Regions from separate parts of the Mus musculus genome. Here all the other regions are linked to region 1. The links are chromatin contacts, called in public Micro-C, capture Hi-C and promoter capture Hi-C maps. All regions are on one chromosome and are shown on one strand. Each heading gives the region's core, a stretch centred on a gene start, on an enhancer-like site or on the middle of the called end of the contact. The rest is flanking DNA. Distances are from core to core; before and after follow the strand shown.

Region 1 (3,198 bases), core at 391-2,890:
CAATCCTTCACTGAGGCACAATCCCGTTGTCTACACTTCAGCCCTCCACTAAGGTCTTCTTTTCACTGAGCGTGACCACGCCTGTCCACGTTCCCATAGCTCAGATGCACTGAGCCCTGGCCCTCCACACCCTCTGCCTCGTACCCACTAACCATACCCACAGCCTTGCACCGAGGCTTCCTCCACCCACACCCAAAGCCTTGAATTTGACCCTTTTTCCTTTTCCATCCCCACACAGACATTAAGACCCCTGCAATGAAACTCCTCCCCAGCATGCCCACAGCCCTGCAGTCAAGTGCATGTCCTACTACAGACCCCTGACCACACCCTCCTCAGAGCTCCATTGCAGATCTCTGACCACACCCTCAGCCCCACCCTGAAAGTCCCTCTCCAAATCAAACCCTGTGTACACTGCATCCATTTTGCATCCTTTTAACTCACATCCTGAAGACCCCAACCACAGTCACTAGCTGGACTCTGCACCCTTACAAAGGCCCCCTGGCCATACCCTTGGAGCATTCCCGTTCATCCATATAGCTACAGCTTCTGACACAGCCCTGCCTTGAAATCTCCCAGTCTATGCAGTAACACTTCCATACTTCCATGCAAAGCATTGAACACCCACCACCACACACGCGCAGAGTTCCCTGACCACACCCTCAGCACTCTCTCTTTACTCATATGCTAAAGCTATTGACACAGACCTGACCTAAAGCCCCTCAGAGTCTAACCAGCACTGGCATCGCCAGGCATCATGTTAAGACATACCACCATCACCACACCCACTGCAGCCTCCTGTTCTCAGCCACCATCTTTACCTTGCCTCTTAGGGGAAAAAAAAAAAAGTGTCCAATGACCACAACCTGGCCCCCGAACAACTTCCTCTTCTTCCATTACTAGTTGGTCCACACTGAAAGGCCTTTTCTGGTGACCACACCTACTCATCCATAAGTTGCAATTTTTAAGACTCAGAAACCCAGAGATTGCACTCTGCAGGGACCTCTGTGGGTCTGTAAATGGGGTCCGCCACACCCTTTGCCTCTCCCAAAGATGTCAACCCGCCCGGGGACCCAAAGCCCTGTACTTGAACACCACAGGTAAATGTGTCCAGGGGAGTTTGGGGTGCTACATGATGCTCTTCTCAAGGAAATGGGAGGATCCTGAGGCTACTGCTCACTCCTGTCTATGGGAAGATGAATTTGGGGGCTGTTGATGTGGAACAGAATCACAGCAGCTGCTCTGGGGTCCTCAGACCCTGGGCACAGTGTTCATGCCTCTGAACTGAATCCGCTCGTCAGCTCCTGCTGGGACAGCTGCAGTCATCAATCAGCCTGGCAAGAAGGTGGGGGCAGGAGTGTGTGTGGAACCCTTGGGGCCAGGGCCGGGGTGTTCAGCTGATAGGCTCAGCTCAGTACCATCTGAGGTTGGTTCAGGCTGCTCCCACCCACCCCTCCTTTTGGGGGATACGAATTAGGGTGGTCGATGTTCAGTCTCCTACCGGCTTCTACCGCTTGGCTGCTCCTGAGCGTGCCTTCGGACAGGACCCAGGAACTGATGCTGGAGACCAGGAGGCTCCACAGCTCCGCTCCCTGCCGGCTCCCGGGCGGGACTGCAGCCCGGGCGGCTCCGTAGTATTATCCCCTGTTTCTCGGTCACCATAGAGACAGTGAGTCCCACCCCCTAGGCTGTCTCGGCGGGAGAGTGACCAAGGTCACGCTAGCTCCTCCCACCAGACCCCGCCCTATGTGCTCTGTGGGCGCTGGGCCCGCAGAATTGCAGCGACAGCCTTATCCTGCTCCTCCCCTTCAACCGCGGTCCTCAAGCGGTCAGAGCTGCCCTCTGCAGTCCTGGATGTCCTAAGATAGGAACTCCCATGGCCAATGGGAAAACAGCCCCCCCCCAAATTCCATTGTCCCCAACCCTCAAGGGACTGCTGAAAGAATCCACCTGAGATTGTCTAGGAGCTGAACTGAAGAAGGGGATCCCGCCCCTCATTGACAAGGATCTACAGCTGGCTCCAAGACCACAGCTGCCGCTAACCCTGTGGCATTCACTCATTCCTAGGTTCTCAGCAGGCCACATTCTGAAGCACTAGAAGACTGAGACAATCAGTGGATCACGCATTCTTACCCACCCCACCCCCCCAAATGCTGGGTACTTTTGTGGCAGCAATTCCTAAATTTCGGAGAATGGCTGCCTCCTCCCATTCTCGTCTCCCCGCCTCACAGCTTCTTGTTCCAATGCGCCTCCCTAGCCTGCTTCCTCTTCAGTTTCCAACTGCAAATACTAAATAAAAAACTAAATAAAAATACTAAATATTAATTGATTAATTAATTAATTAATAAACCTTGCTGGGTGGGTGTGGTAGCACAAGCCTGCAATCTGGGGATTCGGGAGACTGAAGCAGTAGATTCAAATTTTCGAGGCTACCCTGGGAAATGGGAGAAGGGACAGAGGAGAGTGGTAGTTCTTGAACAAGACCCCATGTTTTTGATTCCCAACACTTAAAAGAAAAACCCTGTCCAGAGACCTTTCCTAACCCGCCCCTCTTTCTCTGCCCCAAGCTAGCAATGGTGGTCCTGCTTCTGTGAGATCCATGGATTTTTCCACTATGAAAATAAGCATTAAGTCCGCAAAAGCATTAAAAAAAAAAAAAAGTTTATTGGGGCATCAGGGCTGGTGGAGCGGATATTGCTGAGTCTTGGGTAAGGAAGGCCGATCCTGTCGACCTTGAGGTCCCTAAAGTGCACTCGTTACGCGAATGTGGGGTGTTGCATAGAGTCAAGGCCCTCCTGCCTCTAGTCCTTAGCCTTAGTGGGCTAAGGCAGGCCGTCGCCGCCTCCAGGTGTTCCGGGCTCGCCACTGCTCGGGCTCACAAAAACAGCAGGCGAACGTGCCTGTAGAGCCAGCCCAGACTCTCGACCCCTGGCTCCTGGGGCACCCAGTGCGGCACTGCCCAGGCGCGTCTGGGCCACTGGAATCTCTTCCATGGACTCAGCTGATGCCGAGTAGTAGGCGCCTGCAGAGCCACCAGCATGCACTGGGCTGGCACTGGTGGAATCAGATGAAGAGCTGGAGCGGCGGCTAGGAGTCCCAGTCTCTGCGCACAGAGGGGGACTTAGATTGAGATAAGGGCTGCAGCTAGGGCTTTAAAACCTTTCCCTCCCACGAACTAATCCAATAGGATCCAAGCAGAGA
Region 2 (3,264 bases), core at 228-2,727, 420 kb after region 1:
TGGTGGCTTACAACCACCCGTAATGAGATCTGACACCCTCTTCTGGTGTGTCTGAGGACAGCTACAGTGTGCTTATATATAATAAATAGATCTTTAAAAAAAGAAAGAAAGAAAGAAAGAAAGCCTCCCATCCTGGTACTGGGGATGAATTAGCATGCTGTCTCATTCTCCTCCCAGGCACTGACTGCTGCTGATCTCAATCTGGTGCTGTATGTGTGTGAAACTGTCGACCCAGCCCAGGTTTTTGGGCAGCCGCCCTGTCCACTATCCCAGCCTGTTCTCCTTTCCCTAATCCAGCAGCTAGCATCTGACCTTGGAACTAGAAGTGACCTCAAGCTCAGGTGAGTGGGGCAGTCAGGGACCAGACGATGAGTTAGAGGTAGGGATAGAGAACAGTTCATAGCAGACACCCACTCTTGCCTGACTCCCACCCCCTAGCTTTTCTACCTATATTCTCCACCCATTCCCATATGAGGCTTAGAAAGATTCTTTATCATTGTTCCTCTGGGCTTCAGTGCCACCAGGGGGCACTCCTTTCTGCTGCATCCACCTATACCCTGCCTTTCTCCCCTATCCCCAGCTACTTGGAAGAAGCTGTGATGCACCTGGACCACAGCGATCCCATCACTCGAGACCACATGGGCTCTGTCATGGCTCAGGTGCGCCAGAAGCTCTTCCAGTTCCTGCAGGCTGATCCACACAACTCACTTAGCAAAGCTGCCCGCCGCCTCAGCCTAATGTTACACGGCCTTGTGACCCCTAGCCTCCCTTAGCCATTTAAAGAGGGATGAGGTGATGCTGAAGGCCAGTTGGCAGGTTTAGGTCAAGGCAGGGCCATGTCTGCTGTTTCCCTGCTCAGGCCTTCCTCTCTGGTGTGTGGAGGGAGGTATGCAGCAGGGCTCACGGGCAGTGCTCTACTGATTGTGGTAACCAGCAGGGTCAGGCGGGCCCAGGGCACGTAGTGTGCCTTCTTGGGTCCTACCATGCCTGAAGCGTGACCCCAAGATCGTGACACCACTTGAGTTGAATTTTCCATGTTCCTTTTTACCTATAATTTGGATCTTTTTGTTTTTGAAAAACATTGAGAAATGCAATTAAAGGCTTTTGGAATAAAAGAAAGTATGTGTGTGATTTTAGTTTGTCTTTGATGTGACTATTCTTTCCTCCCTTTGGGGAAGTCTGTCCAAACCAATCTACTCTGGGGTCCCCTGGCACTCATTCTCATCTGATAAACTTCCTACTCACACCTCCCTGTCCAATTCAGGCAACACGGCCTAGAGCCAGCTCAGCATCATCTTGCCTCCTCTCTGGGCAGTTTTGCCCTCTGGGGTCCTCCTCTTCTCTGCCTAGCTGGATGCTGGAGGCGGGGCTGACAGCTGGGATGATGCTCCGCCTCCAGGCCCCATCCAATCAGAATCCCTTCCTCTGTGGGCTGGGTCCACAGGCAGCTCTCCAAGCCTCTCGCTCCTGCACTAGGCTTACAGCCAGGGATGATGTGCAACTGCTGCCACTGCCACTGGCGCCGCCGCTGTCAGCGGCTACCCTGTGCCCTGACGCTGTTGCTGCTACTACCACTCGGTGAGTGTGAGCGTCCTGGGCCCAGGCTGCAAACCCTCTCAGAGGTCCTAGCCAGACTGGGTGTAGGGTATGGGAGCAAAGGAGTTGGAGATGAGCAGTGAGGGCTCTGGGAGCATGCGATAGTGGCTTCAGGATGGAAAGTACAGTGCAAACACCTCAGCTGTCGGGGGAGAACTTTTAAATCCTGTAGCCCTCTTCTGACAAAGGGAGTCTGGCCCCCAGTAGAGCTCAAGCCATGGATCTCTGATCTTAGAGTGACTGGCTTTGATCCCCACCCAGCCCAGTCAGTTTCAGCCGACACACTTGTCTTTAGGGAGGCAATCAAAGTGCCAGGTGGAGCTCATGAAGACTACAGGAAGACTGCCTTCTGCCCACGACCTCCTGCTTCCAGACCCTCTACCCCTGAATCTGTCTCTGACCTAGAGTCCCAGGAACTAGAGAAGGAGCTAAGCTCTGGGACCCAACACCCGCTTTCTGTTCCCACATCACACCTCCATGTGCATCACAGTCCAAAGCCTATCTTGAGAGTTAAGCCAAGTGATCTCCAGCTACCCTGAAGTTCCCCGGGGGGCACCTCTTTCACGCTGAGTCACGTCCCCAGAGCAGCATCCGGTAAACAAGCTCCTGACAAATGGACTCTAGCTCACTCTATTAACCATTCTCCATCCCCAACCCACTCCTAATCTCTACCCACCCAGCAGTGGCCTCTGAGGGCCCAAACCGCTGTGATACCATATACCAAGGCTTTGCTGAATGTCTCATCCGCCTGGGGGATGGCATGGGTCGAGGAGGCGAGCTACAGACTGTCTGCAGGTACCGGCAGGTGGGAGGCGATGGGTAGGTCGGTGGGAAGCACCAACCCAATCTATGCTACTGCACCACCACCCCAGGGCCCCGAGTCTCTTCCCAGTCCAAATCGTTGTGCTCTAACCCCCCTAACCCCATTCTGTAACAGATCCTGGAATGACTTCCACGCCTGTGCCTCTCGGGTCCTGTCAGGCTGCCCAGAGGAGGCGGCTGCAGTGTGGGAGTCACTGCAGCAAGAAGCTCGCCGCGCCCCACACCCAGATAATTTGCACATCCTCTGTGGCGCTCCTGTGAGTGTTCGGGAGCGGATTGCTGGCCCAGAGACCAACCAGGAGACACTACGGGCCACAGCTCCTGCACTGGCTCCAGCTCCAGCCCCTGTGTTGCTCGCCGCCGCTCTAGCGCTTGCCTGCCTCCTGGGGCCTCTGGCCTAAACAGTCTGGTTGGCCAGCCAACAGTGCCCTTGCCTCCCATCACTGCATGCAGTGGCTGCCATGTGAGCTCTGCAGTATGCACACTTTTCATTAAAGGTATTTATATTTGCACCAAGTTGGTTCCTTTCTCCTGGCTGTGGCCCTCTTGACTAAAGCAAGGAACCCCAGGAAATTATCTCAGCATGGAATGTGTGTGCCTCAGAACCTCCACAAGGGACTCAATCATCCTCACAAACATTCATTTTGTGATGGCGGTATTGAGGTTTCTTTCCATTATGCTATAGGTCCCAAGAGCATCCTGGGTCCCAAGAGCTCTGGTAGAGACCCAGGATCTGCCAGAATGCACAGCCCTTCTCTGCCTTTCCCAACCTGGCAGAAATGTGGTGGCAGCGGCTGGGGACTACAACGGGGACCCCAGGGTGAGAGTTCTCCATCTCAGACTCCT
Region 3 (3,751 bases), core at 962-3,461, 340 kb before region 1:
GTGTTTTACTTTTGACAAGAGCAGAGACAACGGGCCTGACAGTATTGAAAGTATTGAAAGCATGCTTTACTTGGGCCAAATGAGGTAGCACTCACCTGTAATCCTAGCACTTAGGAAGCTGAGACCAGAGGATAAAGACCTCGTCTCCCAAAAGTACAATAATCCACTTAGTCCTGACTACAGTCTTAGATTCTCAGTGCTCTTCTTGTATGGGTTTTTCAGATAGAGAATATGTGATTCCGAAATTCATGTGATTTGCCCAAAGTCACACAGTGACAGAGCTCGGGTTCAAACCCAGGCAGCCTAGCTCAGAACCACCACACTAAGCTGGCTGGTACTGCAGAAGCTTATGAAACTCGCTATTGTCAGCCCAGTTGTGTCAAGACCAGAACACAGTCGGAGTGTTTTCTGTAGCTGTCCTGTTTCTTGCTTCCTTTCCGGTAGTGTGGGAGTGAGGCTGTTGTCAACAAGGCTTTGTGTATTTTGGATGGTCTCTCGGATCAAGTTTCTCAGTCAAAGGACATAGGCAAATTTCAGGTTCTTGCTTCATGCCGTCCAATTTGAGGAGACACTGGGTCATGACCATACTTGCTATCAGATGAGATACCGTGAGGGATCGGTAGGGAGGAGATGCTTCCACTGCCTGTGAGATCCAAGTCGTGGCAGATGACCCACATCAGCACATGGGATTTGCTAGAAAATCGTCTGGGAGTGTGGGCATAATTCTTGGCCATCTAAGGCTGGAAAGGGCATGAGAAGATTGCACTGGGGAGGAATTGGGAGATGGTGCCTCGCTGTGCATCCCTCTTCTTTCCCCTCCCCCAGCACTCTGTGTGTATGTGTTGTGTGTACATGTATGTGCATGTTTACATAAGTGTGTGTGAGCATGTGCCATGGTGCGTATTTAGAGGTCAGAGGGCAAGCTCAGGTGTCAGTCAGTCTTCACTTTAAACCTGGTTTAAGAGGGGCTCTTCATGCTGGCATCTGCTGCTGCGTACACTTTCTGAGCTAGTTCCCAAACTACCCAGATTCTCCTGTTTCTGCCTCCCATCTCACTGTAAGAAGCACTGGGAGTGTAGACGCGTGCTACCGCGCCCAGATTTACACGGATTCTAAGAACTTAAACTCAGATTCCCTAAGCTTGTGTGGCAAGTACTTTACCTACTGAATCATCTCTCCGGGCTTCCCATAGGAATCATTCTTAAAGGAGTATAGGACAGAACAATATTGCCCATTATGGAGGGGCTTGTCCAGCCCAGAGCCTGATGCCAGCAAACGGGGTGCTGTAGCCTAACACTGTGAATGATGAGCAGACTGTAAGGAGATTGGTTAGATGCAACATACCAAATGGTTCCCATGTTGACCTTGCAGGCAATAACCCACCTTGAGCCTGTCTGAGGCCTTCCTTAGAGGACTATGGAGCCCAATCAATGGCGATTGGGCAGTGAACATCGTATTCCTGAGGAGAGAGGAAAAGCCACACGAATGGGTAAGGATTTCAATAAAGGACATTTCTGAGAACTCAGTGAATGGGCCTTGGAGAAAATGGTGTATATCCATCACGTGTCAGATCTACAGAGCTGGAGACTATAAGTCAGTAAGAAAGACATGCCCTTACCTTTCACCCTCCCAGCACAGAAACCCCTAGATACCCATTTCCTAAAGATATGCCAAGACTCTAGGACTCCCGCCTGATGTGTTAATAAACATGGACCCATCTCTTCCCATCCAGCCCCACACTTGCTACTATAAACACCAGGCTCCATCTCCCTTTTCTGTCCAATTCCACAAAGGTCAACCTTTATTCCCTGGGGAACCTTTCCTCACTCACTACCCTGGTCTCACTAAGTGAACCTTCTCATGGTTGCCTTTAGATCTAGACTCCAGTGGGAATGTAAGTATTCACCACACTGACTTCCTGTTCCTGACACAGTCTTACCCTCTATGATGATCCTGTCTGAGAAACCTGTGCAGAGGAGCACCTACAAGAATCTGCACAAAGCAAAGGCAATCAGAGAACCCAGCGCTCTTCAGTCCATGGGGAGCATGTCTGAGGGCTCCAGTCTTGGCTCCTACTCAATGGGTGAAGCTTGACTCGTACCTTCAAGCTGTTGCCAAATGAGCAAACTGGGCAGGGATTGCAGGCAAGCCAGTTTGGTTGAAGAGCCAAAACCATACAGTGTGACCTATCACCCCAAGGAGGAGGGACAAGGCTCCACAGCTGGCGAGAAGCTGGTCATAACTCCTCCAGCCCCAGCCTCTGATGATGGGAATCAAGAAGATAAAGGCAGAACTTTCTGGTGCTTCCACGCTGCGCTCAGAGCTCCCTTCTGACCCCAGAAGTGTAGGCATCACTGCAGCCCATGGCAGAAGCTGGCTGGAACATGAAGTGGATTCTGGGCTTGAGCCTCACCCTGTGCCTGGTAGTCCAGACAGCCTTAGGTAAGATAGTCACCTCTACTGGGGATCCCAGTCCTGGCTCAGCCACTTCTACACAGTGGGACTTAGACAAGATCTAGGCAGATGGAGGGCAATATTTCAAAGGTCTTGTGTGTTAGAAGTCTGAGCAAGTCATTTGTCCTCTGTGAGCCCCAAGACTGCTCTGCAAAGTGAGGACTGTGTCTCCTACCTCCTGGGATCAGCGAGGGACCTGAGAACATGACTTGCCCCTGTCCCTCCTTCTGGCCTTTCCCCACTCCTTCCTGCCTTTTTTCTCCTAAGCAGACGTCCACTTCCGCCTTCCTGTGCCATATATGGCCTCTATCTGTGCCTTTCTCCCCAGCATCCTTCTTTCTAAAATGAGTGTTATTCTCTGAACTGTGAAAAGAGCATAACACATTAACAACTGTTTATTGAGGTATTCACTACACATACAACAAGATGCACATATCTGAAAATATAGATGATGTGACCACCATTCTGACAAAAATCTAGAATATTTAGAATATTGCCAGGATTCTATGTGCCATTTTCCAGTCAACACCTCCAAAGTGACCACTCACTGTTCTGACCTCTATTGCAAATTTATTTTGCCTAAAAAATTACATCAGTTTTTTTTCTTCTGTTTTAGTTCTTCTTCTTCTTCTTCTTCTTCTTCTTCTTCTTCTTCTTCTTCTTCTTCTTCTTCTCCTTCTCCTTCTCCTTCTCCTTCTCCTTCTCCTTCTCCTTCTCCTTCTCCTTCTCCTTCTCCTTCTCCTTCTCCTTCTTCTTCTTCTTCTTCTTGATGATGATGATGTTGTTTTAGAGAAGCTTTGATAAAAACTGCTTTCTAGCATTTTGTGATATTACCTTCTTGTATATTTACACATAACTGTGGTATTAGCATGTGCACAATTTTAGTTTTAAGATGTTTTTAAAATTATACTTCTTGCCGGGCAGTGGTGGCACATGCCTGTAATCCTAGCACTTGGGAGGCAGAGGCAGGCAGATTTCTGGGTTTGAGGCCAGCCTGGTCTACAGAGTGAGTTCCAGAACAGCCAGGGCTATACAGAAAAACCCTGTCTCGAAAAAACAAAAACAAAAAAGAAAATTATACTTCTTGAGTGTGTATGTGCATGAGTTCGTGTACACTTGTGTACGTGTGTGCTTGTGCATGTGTGTGTGTGTGTGTGTGTGTGTGTGTGTGTGTGTGTGTGTGTGTGTGTGTGTTCTTACTTGTGCATGCCACAGCACATTTGTGGAGGTTGGAAGACAAATCACAAAAGTCCGTTTTTGCCCTCTACTGAGTGGATTCCAGAAGTCAAACTCAAAT
Region 4 (3,569 bases), core at 229-2,728, 380 kb after region 1:
AACATAGCCGGAGGGGCTGGCCAGATTGCTCAGTGGTTAAAGGCAACTGCTTCCAAGCCTAGCATCCTGAGTTCAATGACCTGGACCCACGTGCTGGAAGGTCAGAACTGACTCTAAGAGTGTCCTTTGACCTACACACACTCTCTCACAAACACCGACAGTAAATAAATACATAATGCCCCATCATGAATTAACAAGGGCCCGGTGGGACCAACATGTTAATCCCAGCGACCAGGGAGGTTAGGGAAAGAGGATGGGGAGTCCAAAGCCTGTCTGGGCTAGTTTCAAGCCACGCCCAGGCAACTTCTTGAGATCCTGTGGCAAAGAAATAGGGAAAGGGCTGGAGATGACGCACAATGGTAGGGTGCTTAATTAGCAGGCATAAGATCCTAGGATCAACCACTAATACTTTGGAGAATAAAAGAAAACACCTTATCATGAACGAGTCTCCACTTGGAAAGAAGGGCATTCTTCCAGACTGGTGGAAGCCAACTTCGGTACCTTCTGCTCACAACCCTCCTTAAGCTTCACTCCCCAAAGTCAGGACTACACAGAGGAACCCTGTCTCGAAAACCGAAAAAACAAAAACAGAAGAAAGAAGAAAGAAGAAGGAAGAAGAAGAAGAAGAAGAAGAAAAAGGAAGAAGGAAGAAGAAGAAGAAGAAGAAGAAGAAGAAGAAGGAAGAAGAAGGAAGAAGAAGGAAGAAGAAGAAGAAGAAGAAGAAGAAGAAAGAAGAAGAAAGAAGAAAGAAGAAGAAAAGAAGAAAGAAAAAAGAAAGCAAAGCATCAAGAAGAAGAAAGAAAAAAGGAAAGCAAAGCATGAAGAAGAAGAGAGAAAAAAGAAAGCAAAGCATGAAGAAGAAGAAAGAAAAAGAAAAGAAAAAAAGCAAAGCAAGAAGAAGAAAGAAAGAAAGAAAGAAAGAAAGAAAGAAAGAGAAAGAAAAGAAAGAAAGCAAAGCATCTTTCCAGTTCCTGCCCCCCGACCTGCCATGGGAGCCTCAGAGAGTAGGACTGTGTGTGTTGTGAAAGGTGAAGTCACCTAGAAGCAGGGGTAGATGTCACGACAACCTTGGCCTGGGAGGGGGGTGAGTGAAACAGGCTAGAAAACACAGAGCCTTGCCCTCTGCTCCTAGAGATCCAGCACCGTTGTGAGTGAGACTCTGCGGTCTCACCCTGGGGCATACGGTGAGAGTACAAAACCGCACAGCTGAGTTCAATTTGATTAGGAACCCCGAGTCTGATCTCAGCATCTCAGACTGTACTCTGAGACGCGGTTTTCCTTTCCAGACGCAGACACCACTGTCCATTCATTCCAGTTGCTCACCGCAACACTCTTACGTACTTGATCCGAGTGCTCCGGCGTCTCATCGGAGTGCGCGAATCCGCCGTCTCCAGCACGCGCCGCAAAAGCGTGCGTACAGTAGGATCGCCGTCAGAAAAGCTGAGGTCCGCCATGTTCAGGACCCCACCCCTCCTAACTGCTCAAGCAGCAGCGAGCACCGCGTTCCCACCGCCTATTTTGAGTCAAGTCTCGCGATGCTGCCACATGGCCCCACGGGAACTGTAGTCCAACAGCTGGGGAACCGGGTCTGATGTGATTGTAAATTGATTTTGGAGGCGGTCTCATGTTAACCCTGAGGGGAAAGCATGCAACCAGTTAAGACTTCATGGTTTCTTCATTTAAAAAAAAAAAAAAAGTTTTTTTTTTTAAAGGCTTATAATAATCTTAAAGAACTAGGGGACTAGAAGTATGGCTCAGCGGCAAGGCCTACTTGCTGCTCTTGTATAGAACCTGAACCCGTAAGGAAAGGTCATGACTGCCAGAAACACCAGTGTCCGGGCATCAAATGTCCTCCTCTGGTCTCTTCAGACACCAGACATACATGTAGGGTCAACCTCTCTGGACAGCCCTCTTGCCTTTACCATAGGAATACTCCGATGGCAGATGTAGGCCACTATGGTAGATTTTGATAATTTCATGTGCGCGCACGTGCGTATATACTTTTTGTTTTTGAAACAGCGTGGTGTGTAGCCCAAGCTGACCTCAAAATCCCTAGGTAGTCCAAGATGACCTTGAACTTCTAAGCCTCCTGCTTCCACTTCTGTTTGATTGCGTTACAGGTGTTTTCTTCCTTCCTTCCGTTCTTTTTGTTTGTTAGTATAGAACAGGATTTATTCAGGGCATGGGAAGGGGAGATGAGGGAGTAGACATAGAGGCAGAGAGAATAGAGGAGTAGAGGTCGCCCATGGGCACCTGGAGAGAGGGAGGAGGGCAATGGGGGGGGGAGTAGAAGCAAGAGCAGGTGAGCGAGAATACAGGTGTTTTCTATTGCACCCCGTTTAAATTTTTATTTTCTTTAGAAGTCTTGGGTTTTGTTGTTGTTTTGTTTGGGTTTTGTTTTGGTTTGGGTTTTTTGTTGCTTTTTTTTTTTCGTTGTTGTTGTTGTTTTTGGTTTGGTTTTTTGAGACAGGTTTTGGGTTTTTTTTTTGTTTTTGTTTTGTTTTTTGTTTTTTTTGAGACAGGGTTTCTCTGTATTGCCCTGGCTGTCCTGGAACTCACTCTGTAGACCAGGCTGGCCTCGAACTCAGAAATCTGCCTACCTCTGCTTCCCAAGTGCTGGGATTAAAGGCGTGTGCCCCACCGCCCGACTGTTGTTTTGTTTTGAGACAGGTTGTATGTAGTTCAGACTTGCCTCAGACTTTCCACGCAGCAGATGATGACCTTGAACTTGTGATTCATGCCTGTGGTTGCTGGGATTTGAACTCAGAACCTTCCAGAGAGCAGTCAGTGTTCTTAAACCCTGAGCCATTTCTCCAGCCCCCTTGAGCGACCCATGGCTTGTCAGATTTTCTTTGGCAGTCACAAGGGAAACAGATGTAGAGGACCCAAGATTAGAAGCAGAGACATGCAATATGATTCTTGCTTTTCACTAGAGATGCCAAGTCCAGAGGATAGGTAAGACAGTGCTGGGGAGAAATTGCGCACTTTGTTTGCTTTTGGTGCTGAAGACCAGGCACAGTCCCTACTTTCAACTTACTAGATATTATTTGAATGTCCATGAGTATGTTAAAGGCTATTTATGTACTGAAGGTAGAGTCAAATTGAGTATCTTCTTTAATGCTTTGTGGGTTTGAATCAATGTGATTCTTCCTCACAAGTTAAAAAGCCAGGCATGAGCAGGGCAGTGGTGGCACAGGCCTTTAATCCCAGCACTTAGGAGGCAGAGGCAGGCTGATTTCTGAGTTCGAGGCCAGCTTGGTCTATAGAGGGAGTTTCAGGACAGCAAGGACTACACAGAGAAAACCTGTCTTGAAAAACCAAAAATAAATAAATAAAAAAAATACCAAGCATTGTGTCCCATGCCTATAATGGCAGTGCTAGAGGTGCATCCCTGCAGCTAACTGGCCAGCCAGCCTAAAATGAAAAGGCCAGCCGGCGTGGTGGCATACGCCTTTAATCCCAGCACTTGGGAGGCAGAGGCAGGTGGATTTCTGAGTTCGAGGCCAGCCTGGTCTACAGAGTGAGTTCCAGGACAGCCAGGGCTACACAGAGAAATCCTGTCTCAAAAA

The links. Promoter capture Hi-C pulls out the DNA fragments that hold promoters and counts their contacts. Hi-C and Micro-C count contacts between places; a contact is called where the count stands out from the background. Capture Hi-C pulls out chosen DNA fragments and counts their contacts.
Region 2: a contact with region 1 is called in a capture Hi-C map of embryonic stem cells, with 2.4 times the contacts expected there. The contact joins the promoter of Nrn1l here to the promoter of Tppp3 in region 1. A contact is called at or near these places in 3 of 39 promoter capture datasets (cranial neural crest, frontonasal cranial neural crest and second pharyngeal arch cranial neural crest), 1 of 115 datasets of contacts at active chromatin or transcription factors (large pre-B cells) and 1 of 9 other capture datasets (embryonic stem cells).
Region 3: a promoter capture Hi-C map of liver shows a contact between it and region 1, with 2.3 times the contacts expected there. The contact joins the promoter of Ces4a here to the promoter of Tppp3 in region 1. A contact is called at or near these places in 1 of 39 promoter capture datasets (liver) and 1 of 484 Hi-C or Micro-C datasets (the HL-1 cell line).
Region 4: a contact with region 1 is called in a Micro-C map of embryonic stem cells, with 2.4 times the contacts expected there. The contact joins the promoter of Cenpt here to the promoter of Tppp3 in region 1. A contact is called at or near these places in 3 of 39 promoter capture datasets (cranial neural crest, neural stem cells and second pharyngeal arch cranial neural crest), 1 of 484 Hi-C or Micro-C datasets (embryonic stem cells) and 2 of 115 datasets of contacts at active chromatin or transcription factors (bone marrow-derived macrophages and large pre-B cells).

The regions. Positions count from the first base shown.
Region 1 is chr8:105,469,782-105,472,979 of GRCm38.p6, forward strand. It overlaps Tppp3 (tubulin polymerization-promoting protein family member 3), which reads right to left and starts at 1,641. Exons shown (of 4, transcript NM_026481.3): 1 at 1,499-1,641. Zdhhc1 (zinc finger, DHHC domain containing 1) reads right to left here. Exons shown (of 14, transcript NM_175160.5): 14 at 2,642-3,100. The coding sequence ends at 2,820.
Region 2 is chr8:105,892,090-105,895,353 of GRCm38.p6, forward strand. Nrn1l (neuritin 1-like) reads left to right here and starts at 1,478. Exons shown (of 3, transcript NM_175024.4): 1 at 1,478-1,578; 2 at 2,277-2,391; 3 at 2,534-2,934. The coding sequence starts at 1,491. The coding sequence ends at 2,819. Edc4 (enhancer of mRNA decapping 4) reads left to right here. Exons shown (of 29, transcript NM_001301100.1): 28 at 178-341; 29 at 581-1,136. The coding sequence ends at 773.
Region 3 is chr8:105,129,589-105,133,339 of GRCm38.p6, forward strand. It overlaps Ces4a (carboxylesterase 4A), which reads left to right and starts at 2,212. Exons shown (of 14, transcript NM_146213.2): 1 at 2,212-2,442. The coding sequence starts at 2,364.
Region 4 is chr8:105,850,530-105,854,098 of GRCm38.p6, forward strand. Cenpt (centromere protein T) reads right to left here and starts at 1,479. Exons shown (of 13, transcript NM_177150.2): 1 at 1,342-1,479. The coding sequence starts at 1,454.